Regions from separate parts of the Mus musculus genome. Here region 2 is linked to region 1. Evidence: chromatin contacts called from public Hi-C data. All regions are on one chromosome and are shown on one strand. Each heading gives the region's core, a stretch centred on a gene start, on an enhancer-like site or on the middle of the called end of the contact. The rest is flanking DNA. Distances are from core to core; before and after follow the strand shown. Region 1 overlaps Gm31045 (a long non-coding RNA gene). Region 2 overlaps Fgfr1 (fibroblast growth factor receptor 1).

Region 1 (5,596 bases), core at 2,038-4,537:
TGGTAAATTTCACCACCCCCTCCCCCAGTGAACTCAAGGAGGTCCCAGTAGTAAGAAAGGGTACAGGCTGACTTGAGGCTAGAGCACTCAGGAAGTAGTGAATGTTCCCAGGAAAAGTTGTGTGTGAGGAGTGTTTGGAAAACACACACACACAGATCAGATCGTCTTTTGAATGAGTACAAGAATGTTTTTAATTTAGCTGAAGAAGCTAGCTTTGTTTAAACCCTATTGTGAATTATTTCTTAAGAGGGGAGTAAGGAATTCTTTTGTTAAGTAAATACTCAGGCCTTCCCTTGCCAAAAGCTTTTGAAATCTCTGCAGTAATTATGCCGATGTTTTCTGTGTTTATATGGTAAATGCCTAGAGCTTAATTGTTAATGGGTAAATAAGAAGCCACTAAGGCCTTGCCAAAAGAGGCCCAAGAGCCGAGGTTGAAGAACAATGGCTCTGTGGGACCCCTAGAGAGCTTGTCAGGCAGTGAGGGGGAGCGAGGCCTAGTCTCTGACTCCAGTGGACACTGTCCCTGAAGCAAACCAGTAAGAGACTGACCTGGGGTGGGGACAAAGACCACCTGTCAGTGGAAGACCTAGGCCAGGGGCAAAGGTGTCATTTAGGGCTGTGGCCCAGTTCATGGCTCTATAGCATAAGGTCACCACTTCCTGCTACTCTGGGAGGATAGGGACGACTGGAGGAAAAAGGTCTTTGCCAGCACTTACCAGAGTGCCCACACTGAGTACAGGCCAAGCATAACCACCCATGGCATGCTGGGGCTGTGTTTTAGGGTTGCACACTTGCCTCTGGGTGAGGTACTGTGTCATCTCAGGTGTACCATCTGGCCTTGTTCTTCGGGATCCTCGGGTGCAACACAGGTTAAGAGTGCCAGACAATGGCAGCGCACGCCTTTAATCCCAGCACTTAAGAGGCAGAGGCAGGTGGTTCTCTGAGTTTGAGGCCAGCCCGGTTGACAGAGCAAGTTCCAGGCTAGCCAGGGTTACATGGAGAAACTCTTGTCTTGAAACACACACACACACACACACACACACACACACACACACACCTCATAAGGGTTTTATGACAATTAATTAAAGCAGCATTGTAGTAGACAATAAATTAGCATACAACCGAATTAAACATTGTGTTAAACTTCCATATGTCAAGTTTATCTGGAGCAGAGGTGCAGCTCACACCTCCCAAGGGTTAGGGACAACCCTGCCTAGGTTCCGTCCCTAGCGCTGCAAAAACCAACAGCAGAAAAAAAAAAAAAAAAAAAAAAAAAAAAACGATCTTGCAGTTCTGGATCTTGGCCAGGGCTGGTATGTCTGAGCAAGGAATTGGCCTTCTTCCACATCCATGCATATTTAAATAGAGTAGTTCTGCTCGTTACTGTAGCGTGTCTGTAAAAAGAGCTCACAGCAAGAGGGACTTGTGGATAAACTCCTTCACACATCCACTGAGAGCTCAACACAATCCATCAGGATCAGCCTCGTCTTCCAACGTCCTGCAGACACGAAGCTTCTCCACTCGAGGGGCTGGGAGCCCCAGGGTGTTGATGGAAGCAGGGTGAGGCTTGCCGAGCCTGCCAGGCAATACTCAGCCTTGAACCCAAGTCAGCAGCCGACACAGTTGCAGGGAAGCTTTGACTGGAGGTCCCCCAAAGAAAGGGTCCCGCTGAGGGTGGATGGCTCCTTCTCCATTCCAACTCTGCAGTGGGAACCAAAGTTCATTGAAGATAATGTTCTCCAACAAGTAGAAGGAAGGAAAAAAAGTGGCCAAAGCCTACCAAGCTCAAAATTTTAGAGCTGAAAGGCATTTCAATCCTGAGCTCAAAGCAGCTAGTATGTGCATGCCTGTGTTTCTAGGCATAAATCATGGGGAAGGTATCAGAGAAGAGGAGAGTCCCATGGAGCATCACCTAGCCAGGATTCCTGAGTAGATAGCCCACTCCTGCTCCCAGGACAGCACTCAGCCTAGTGCTATGCAGTCTGGAGAAGGGACTCATCTAGGACTCTGTTGCTGTAGTCAGGGAGGACCTAGAGCAAACCCCTCCCACTTCCCAACCGAAGGCAGCACATGTCTTTGGCATCTTTCCCTACTGTTTCTTGGGTACCACTTTGTGTCCCAAGGCCTGGTCACAATACAGGTTTTATCTGCTCCTGTAACCACATCTTCTGAAAGGACAGAGAGGGGTCTGTGGGCATTGGATAGCCAAAGGGACCAGGCTCAAGTGGGTAATGTTAGTGGGGCTACAGGGCTATTAGGTTGAGATGAGCTAAGAATGGGACTCAGTGGTATACAACAGCACTCACCTAGCTAGTATGTCATATGCTCCAGTACTGAAGAGAGGCACACTGGGGGTGGTGGGGAGTTGGGGGTGTGGGGATTGGAGAAATAGACAAAGCTTGAAGCACCTGACCACAACTGACTATTCCCTCCCTCGATCTTCTCTGCTCCCATCTTTTATTTGTGACATCCCGTGAGAGAGGCGAAAAGCAGGTCCGAGGCAGCATCAGGACTTTCTCACCTTCAGATTGAACCACAACAGAAGCCATGTGCCAGCCAAGATACCTGGTTGCTTGGAGTCCCATCTTCTGCCTGCTGTTCTTTGAGCCTATATCGCTCACTCTGCGGTAGGTCCATGTGGGAGCTGAGGCCCATAAGGCTGTCCATCATACGGAGACATATAATACCGTCGCTTCTCTGATCGTCAGGAAGAGAGAGCTGGTCTTGCTCAGTACCAAGACAGTGTCCAAGAAGCATCTGTCTGGACTACTAGGAAGAGAGGGGGCCCTCAGAGACCATCTTCCATCCAGTTATCCACCCTCAACATGTGTGGCCCACCCTCGGTCCCCCTCATCTTGTGAAAGGTACCACTCAAAGGGCATGAATAGTGGAGACTTGCCAATCATGGACCCTGGGAAGCTGGGCCAGAGGTATCCAGGCCAGGGAGGGATGAGACCCTGTGGGGAAAGAACTCATGAAGAGCTAAGAAGTTTCTTAGAAACAAAAGCCTCTTTGGCTGGCCAGGGACTGTTGGATTGCTTGCTGAGCTCCCAAACCAGCCAGTGGGGGGAACAAGGTAGGGAAACGGTTGAGCCATAAACACAAGACAAAGAACAGGCAGTTCCAAGGAGCCAAGAATGCAAATCATTTGCAGGCCTCCGAGAGACTCTCAACCAAGGACCCCAGTGGGAGGTGGGATTGCCTACCGCTGCTGCAGAGGCCCTCTGTGCACATCAACTGCAGTTGAGTGTGAGCCTGCCTATGAGGGTCCCTGCTGAGTCACCCTCTGTGTGTACTGATGGCTCAGCGGTGAGTCACCGAGTGTGTGTCAGAGTCTGCTGGTGTATGTGTATGCTCCAGCGCAAAAGTATCTGAGGTTTGCCCGTGGGAGAGTGATGGTGTACTGTGAATGAGAATCAGGGAGCCAGGCAGAGTGGAGCGCAGGGGGGAGGCTGTGTTTAAAGGGCACCACACTTCATTCACGCTGTATATCACACACCACATTTCTGAACACAGTCCAGCGGGAGCCATCTGTCCCTTCTTCCTGCGGAACACTTCCCCTCCCCCACCCCCTGTGGAGCAGCAGCGCGGAATTCTTCAGGCAGCGGGAGGAGAGGACTTCTGAAATCCGTCAACCCGGACCCCCTTGCATTTTGCAGAGGGGACCATAGCCAAACACCACCGCTGCGGCCTAGGACAGCGAGGTGCAACTGAGGCTGGCACGGCATCCTCGATCGGTGTCTGAGTATACAGTGGGTCCTTTCTCCTTTCCCAGAAGGAATGAGATGACGTTGCATCTTTCAACTAAAATGCACTCAGAGCAGCCCCGTGCAAAAGGGGCTTGTCTTAATGGCTGGAATGGTTAAATAACCTAGAAGGCAGCAAGCACTGTACCAGACAGCCCTAGACCTAGATTCACTTGACTCCTTGACTCCTTTCCCTCCTCCCTGCCCCACCTCCCCCCTCCCCTTCTTGCCCCACCCAGATCAGAAGTCTCTCCCTGCACCAGCCAGGCCTTTTGGCAGCCCTGACCTACATGATTCAGAATTTGCTTCTGGGACACCACAGAAGTGTCACCTTCACGGGATTGCTGATGTTTTCCTTCCCTTAGCCATCAGCTTGGTGGCCACGTTGTCCTCACGGCTCAGTTTCCACGAAAAGGAATGGATAAAATAGGGGGTTGACTTTAGCAGTTCAAGAAAAATGGCTAAGTGAGGGTGAAGAGCTTGAACCTATTAACTCTTTTTTTAAAAGATTTATTTATGTTTTTATTATATGTAAGTACACTGTAGCTGTCTTCAGACACACCAGAAGAGGGAGTCAGATCTCGTTACAGATGGTTGTGAGCCACCATGTGGTTGCCGGAATTTGAACTCAGGACCTTCAGAAGAGCAATCAGGTGCTCTTACCTGTTGAGCCATCTCACCAGCCCCAAACCTATTAACTCTGAAGATCAGGTCTGAGGTTGGGTATGAGTTTTAATTGTCACATCCACTGATTCCCATATGGCTCAGAGTTGACCCAAACTTCAAAGAGGGGCTTCTGGCAATGGGTTAATTGTTCCTATTCCATATTAACTAAGCAGGTACTATGTCTACAGCACTGCTGAGACCATTCAGTAGTCTCATACCTTTCTCTGTATCCCTGGGGAGCAGAGGTTTATTATCTCATTTATCTAGAGACTTCAAAGGCCCTACACTCCAATAACATTTTGTCATTGATGATGGAATCTACTAAGATGCTCTGGGCATCAGGAGAAAAGAGAAAGGGAAGGACATCGCTGTCAGAACTGGTCTGGAGCTGGGCTCCTCTTATATCTCAGTCAATCCCATATTCAAGAGAACTCTGGTTAAAAACAAAAAACAAAACAAAACAAAACCAAAAAAAAAAACATGCCATAGAGAGGGGTCAGGAAGATGTCACGTGTAGCTGGCAGACTATTGATACAAGAGATGTTGACATCGGAAGAGTCCCTTGGGTATAGCACATGAACAGAGTAGAGCCACCAAAGGTTTCCTTGAACATAAACAAATATATTTACAAACTTGTTTATTTGGGGGTTATATACAATAAGTATTTTTAAAAAGCTATAAGCTACCTGGAAAACTTATTAATTAATTAGAGAAATATCATGGTATGCCCACAAATCGAAGACAGTATCTATAAATAGTGACCCCCAAAATGGTAATTACTAGCTTTAAAAGAAAATTTAAGCCCTGGGTATGGTGGCATACACCTTTATTCCCAGCACTCAGAAGGCAGAGGCAGACAGATTTTTGTGAGTTCCCAGCTGAGCTGGGCTACATAATGAGACTCACTCTCTCTCTCAAAAAAAATCAATATAAAATATAATAGTATTTTGTATTAAAAAAATTAAAAGGGGTAGCCTATATTTTAAAATCTGGAAAAACATGTCCACGGGAAAGTGTGGGTGGAAATACATGAATTTAGTTACTGCTCACTGCAAAAAAAGTAGAATTGGACTAGAAAAAAAAAAACAATTTTTTAGTCATCTATGTTGACTGATAAGAATGTTTTTTTACAAATTCAATAAAGTTAAAATGTATCACAAAAAGAAAGAGGACGAAAACAAAAA
Region 2 (5,596 bases), core at 1,731-4,230, 110 kb after region 1:
TCTGGTCTCCACCTCTCTGCAGTGTATACACCGAGACCTGGCTGCTAGGAACGTCCTGGTGACCGAGGATAACGTAATGAAGATCGCAGACTTTGGCTTAGCTCGAGACATTCATCATATCGACTACTACAAGAAAACCACCAACGTAAGTTTCTTGCTTGGCGCGGCGTGGGGCTCCACACCACTAGACTCGTGCCCACTTCGATCCTGCTTCGATGTCTTTGCTGTATTCGTGTGGGGTTGAGTGGTCTAACATAAAAGGGCTTGTAGGATGGGCTGTGGACTCGTGTCCCATGCCCTGGCTCCCACCTCCTTGTCAACTCACTGCCTGCGCCGTCATCTTCCGTTCACCCCGTGAGTCCTCTGTGTCATCCCGCCTATACACATCTGCTGCTGCTTGCAGGGCCGGCTGCCTGTGAAGTGGATGGCCCCTGAGGCGTTGTTTGACCGGATCTACACACACCAGAGCGATGTGTGAGTTTGAAATACACAGTTGCCTGGGATATGCAGGAGAAAGAATTCTAAGGGCCCTGCATGCTAAACTGGTGGGAATCTTATTCCATCACTGGGGCAGGGGTAGCATTGTCTTGTCCCATGAACAGTGTGCTTCCGGCTTCCTTGCATAGTATAGTCTCTTGCTGCCCTCTTGTCTCCTGTGCTCTGCCCCCCTGAACTTAAGGTCCCTGAAGAGGTGAGAAAGGTTCAAGATGCACACCTACTACTCTTAACTTCTTGAGGACTTGGGAAGGAACTCCTAGGGCAGCCTGACTCTGTGCTAAGCCACCGTGGAACCGTGTTCCCCTGTAGGTGGTCTTTTGGAGTGCTCTTGTGGGAGATCTTCACTCTGGGTGGCTCCCCATACCCCGGTGTGCCTGTGGAGGAACTTTTCAAGCTGCTGAAGGAGGGTCATCGAATGGACAAGCCCAGTAACTGTACCAATGAGCTGTAAGCATAGGCTAGAGGGGAAGGATGGGGGGTTAGTAGTCGGCACTGTTTGGATCCACCACTGGCAAGCTGGGTTGGATGTTGGGACAGCTTCCTCAGGTGATGGTGGCTTATTCGAGGTTCCTGAGGTCTCAAGCCTGGCTCTGAAGGAAGCAGGAGCATGGTGGGCAGGGGTTGAAAGGTCTCTTTGGGAGAAGTGGCCTCCCTGTCCATCCCTCCCCAAGCCCTCTGGTCCAGCTCTGCCCTGGTCCTTCCTCTCTCTCTAACCTCACCATCCTGCTTCAGGTACATGATGATGCGGGACTGCTGGCATGCAGTGCCCTCTCAGAGACCTACGTTCAAGCAGTTGGTGGAAGACCTGGACCGCATTGTGGCCTTGACCTCCAACCAGGTAGGGCTGTCCCCCGGGGTTGGAACTTGGGCCTCTGTCACATAGGCTCCTGGGAAGGTTTGGGTGCCACCCACCGATCCCTTTCTGTCACAGGAGTATCTGGACCTGTCCATACCGCTGGACCAGTACTCACCCAGCTTTCCCGACACACGGAGCTCCACCTGCTCCTCAGGGGAGGACTCTGTCTTCTCTCATGAGCCGTTACCTGAGGAGCCCTGTCTGCCTCGACACCCCACCCAGCTTGCCAACAGTGGACTCAAACGGCGCTGACTACCAACCCTGTCCCCAGTTTTCTCCCATTCCGTCGTCACCCGTGCCCCTCACCCACAATCCCCTTGTTGGACACACTGCCTTTCTCCTCCTCCTTTGCCGCTGGCAAGAGCCAGTGCCTGACTGAGGCCTTCCTGTGTTGTGGCCTTCCCCCTCCATCACCCCCAAGACCCCTCTTCTCCCTCTTCTTAGCCTGCTGTGTGAGAGAGGAGCCAAGAGGCAGGTGCTTGCCGACGGCCGCATCCTCCTTCCCAGGTGTTGGACCAAGACCCGCCCCGCTGCCTGGCACTGCTTGGAGGTGTGCAGAGCGGAAGCAAGTGGAGCATCCGGGGCATTCCTGTTGACCCATCAGCCCCTTCTGTTCTGGCGGCAGGGGCCTTGGGGCTCCTGGAAGCCGTGAGGTTTCTGTTTAGGCCTTAACCGAAGGCAACCTCTGCTCCAGATGGATGGTACCAGTAGCTTCTTAATTCCAATACTAATTTGCTTTGCTGACCAAATACCTGCCTGGTACCAGAAGACAGGGAGGCAGAGACTGGGAGCCGTGATGTGCCCTTGGGCTGAGCCCTAGACTTGGGGCTCTGTACATAGCTATGAAGAAAAACACAAAGTGTATAAATCTTGAGTATATATTTACATGTCTTTTTAAAAAGGGTCGTTACTAGAGATTTACCCATGGGGGAGACGCCCAGGGTAGCATCCGTTGCTATATATTAAAAACAAACGAACAGAAAGAAAAAAAAAAGGAAAATGTTTTTTAAAAGGTCATATATTTTTTTGCTACTTTTGCTGTTTTATTTTTTTAAATTATGTTTTAAACCTATTTTCAGTTTAGGTTTCCCTCAATAAAAAATTGCTGCTGCTTCATTTTTATCCTGGGCGTGTGAAAAGAGAGCAGGTGTCCAGCGCAGAGGAGGGAGACAGGGGGTAAAGGGCCATGAGCTGGTCTTCCCCCTGCCCCCCATGACCTCTGTCTCCTGGATTGTGCCCCAGACCTCCCAGCCAAGCCTTCTATCTCCCGATGCATTGGGAACAGCAGGAGAAGACTGAGGTCCTGAGGGCAGAGAGCCAAGCTCGCACACTTGATTGTTTCCTCGGAGGAGAGAGTGAGAGGATGAGGTTAGCCAGAGGGTAGAACTGGACAGAAACCCAAACCCTAGACCCTGTACATTCAGATGTCTTGTCTATCTTCCCCAACCTACTCCTCATATTCCTCTCCTGTAAATATCCTCCCCTTCCCTGTTGGTCTCTGTTACCCAGTTGGGTCTGTCCCTGAGCTTGGCTTCCTATAGTTTTTCCTTCACAAACTCCACCCATCCCTCAGGAAACAGAAAACGATCTCTTTGGTTGGGGTCAACTTGGCAACTCAATTCTGCCACCTGCTGGTTGCTTTGGTACCTTGGTCTCTTATTCAAACCCACACCACTCAAGCCTTAGAGGGTTTGTTTTTGTTTTTTGTTTGTTTGTTTGGTTGGTTGGTTGGTCTTTTTTTTCTGGGTCTGCTGAATACAAACCTGTTCAGTATGATTTCATCTGTAGGGGTTAGGGCTGCTTCTTTAAATGCAGTTTTGGCAGCTGTGGTTTGGGTCATTGTCATAAGAGTTCTTATCGTTGTTTCTCTCTGTACACATGTAACTGTCAAAATATTATGAATGGTTTTTATGCTGAAAGAAGACATCATTTGGCAAAGAGGGCTAGGGAATGAATTTAGCACAAACTCATTTTCTTGGAGACCGTGTATCATAGTGGTTTTTTTTTTTTTTCTTTCTCTTGTTAAAACTGAACATTATTTCTGCCTCAGGTCTACTTGACTCACTGCTGTGTGGATGGAAGGAGAACACAGAAAGGGCTTAGTGTGACTCAAGGAGAGGAGCTAGGAACTGGAAGGAACTGAAGTCCCCTCTGTTACTATTCAGATTGCCCGCAGACGGCCCCTGGGACAGGGGTGGCTATCAAATAGAAAGTAGTGACATTGACATGAAGGGAAATGAAATGGCTATTTCACTTAGAGGACCAGATTAGGTCTCGTGGGAGGGGGAACCCAGCTTACAGAATGAAGATGTTACTGTCAGAGCACAGCATCTGTCTGGTTTCCTGGGGGTTAAAATATGGCCCAGGCATCAATCAATACTGCTTCCCCATCTTTTCTAATTGCCATAGGCTAAAGGCCATCAGTCCCCTGGCTCTGTTAATGTAATGTATCGATTTCAGGTAAGTAAGATTGAACATAGATGAAGTAAGAAATCGGCCTTAATGGTAATGAACTCTGTTTATCAACTGCCACTGGGTGGAGCCAGCAAGCTAAAATATCCTCCTACACACAGACAGTGTTAGGTTATACTGTCAGAGCCACTGTCCTCTGAAGTAACAGACCTACCTGCAAGCGGGAACTTTTGGCCTGGATATAGCATTGTCAGACTCTGGACATGACCAATATGTCTTGTACAGAATTGGACATGGCACAAGTGCAGGGCCATACTATTAAGTAGCAGCAACAACTATTACAATTCTGTGTAGAATGTGTGCTGTGTCTAATGTCGCTACAGGCGCATGTTAGAGCTTAAAACTGTACCCAATGAGCTTGTTAGCAGCTGTTAGCAGCTGGTAGAGCTTGGTTCCACCACATATGCAGGAAATAGCTGGGAGGGAGAATGGAGGGCTTTGAAGCAACATGGCATGTAGAAACCAAGAAGGGAGTAGACCAGCAAGAACCCTGAAGTTGGCTGGTCCTGGTAGTGAATGCCTGTAATCCCAGACTCAGAAGGCAGAGACCGGTAGATCTTGAGTTCAGGGACAACTTGGTCTACATCGTGAGTTCAGGGCCTGCTGAAGATGCACAGTGAGACTCTTGTCTAAAAGGAAATTAAACGAACCAGAACACACTGAAGTTATGAAGGACTCTGGAACTGGTTCCCTCTTGTTTGACACACAGCAGCATTCAGAATCTTTACTGCCTGCTGGGTACGTGCATGTCCTGGTGCACAGAAGCAATGCATTCAATTGCCGTGCTGTCGGAGGTTCCAGTGGTGTGCTGAAACTGGCTCTCTAAAGGAAAGTATGTGTGTCAGCCTGGGGTTATGGCCTAGTAACCCAAATTTTGAAAACAAAAGGTGATGGTCTTTAATCCTGAACTCAGGGGGCAGAAGCCAGTGGATCTCTTAAATTCAAGGCCAGCCTGGTCTATATATTGAGTTCTAGGTCAACCAAGATTGCATGGTGATACCCTGTCTCCAAAAAAGTAAAATGGGGGATGGGAGTGGGGTGGGTCGGGGCACAGGTGGAGTCCTCAATGGCCAGACTCCATGACTTAACTACTTCCATTTGCTCATTGAGAAGGCCAGAAGGAATCCACGTGCATCAGGGAGATGAGAGGATTAAGCCAGTTAAGTAGCTAATCCCTTTCCCATATTACACATCTATAGTATGCACTAAGTTTAAAAACCCACCACTTCCAGACGGAAGTTGTATTGTGAGATACCTTAGATTAGAGCAATGGCAGCTTCCCAGAGTGGTGTATGAACACAGCCTACAGAAGTCAGTTGATTAGCACACTGGGTGGGACTGGTCCTCCATGACTAGGGAGCATTTTGAGGAGGTACATGCTCTGGGCTGGGGTGTAGTCCAGTTGCTTGAATGATGATTAAGGAGTTCATTGGCTATGTGGTAGTGGCACACACCTATAATCCCAGCACTCCTGAGTTCAAGGCCTGGGAAGTGGGTGGAGATGTCTGTGTCTTGTTTGTTTCGAGATAGGGTCTCACTGTGTAGCTCTGGCTGTCCTGGAACTCACTCTGTAGACCAGCCTGGACTCCCAACTCACAAAGAGCCACCGGCCTCTCCTTCCAGAGTGCTTGAATTAAAGGTACGTGCCACCACGGTCTGGCATATAAGTGTTTTGTTTATATATGTGTGTGTGTGTGTGTGCACCATGAATGGTACCTGTGAAGTTCAGAAGAGGTTGCTGGATTCTGTAGAACTGGAGTTAGAAATTGG

Evidence for each region. Hi-C and Micro-C count contacts between places; a contact is called where the count stands out from the background.
Region 2: a Hi-C map of uterus shows a contact between it and region 1, with 3 times the contacts expected there. The contact joins two enhancer-like sites. A contact is called at or near these places in 16 of 484 Hi-C or Micro-C datasets (the C2C12 cell line, the HL-1 cell line, the N1E-115 cell line and 10 more), 5 of 115 datasets of contacts at active chromatin or transcription factors (astrocytes, bone marrow-derived macrophages, embryonic stem cells and 1 more) and 3 of 9 other capture datasets (adipose tissue, liver and pancreatic islet).

Annotation. Positions count from the first base shown.
Region 1 is chr8:25,462,389-25,467,984 of GRCm38.p6, forward strand. It overlaps Gm31045 (a long non-coding RNA gene), which reads right to left. Exons shown (of 4, transcript XR_378820.2): 3 at 2,522-2,769; 4 at 1,281-1,701. Among named protein-coding and RNA genes, the nearest start is that of Gm30978, 11 kb to the left of the region's middle. Within about 2 kb of position 3,288, at least 250 of the 459 cell types and tissues checked have an H3K27ac peak or open chromatin away from gene starts, as enhancers often do. A contact at or near this core is called in bone marrow-derived macrophages, neural progenitor cells and uterus, where this site is marked.
Region 2 is chr8:25,572,316-25,577,911 of GRCm38.p6, forward strand. It overlaps Fgfr1 (fibroblast growth factor receptor 1), which reads left to right. Exons shown (of 18, transcript NM_010206.3): 14 at 23-145; 15 at 404-474; 16 at 808-945; 17 at 1,231-1,336; 18 at 1,430-3,403. The coding sequence ends at 1,606. Among named protein-coding and RNA genes, the nearest start is that of Gm16159, 19 kb to the left of the region's middle. Within about 2 kb of position 2,981, at least 52 of the 459 cell types and tissues checked have an H3K27ac peak or open chromatin away from gene starts, as enhancers often do. A contact at or near this core is called in bone marrow-derived macrophages, neural progenitor cells and uterus, where this site is marked.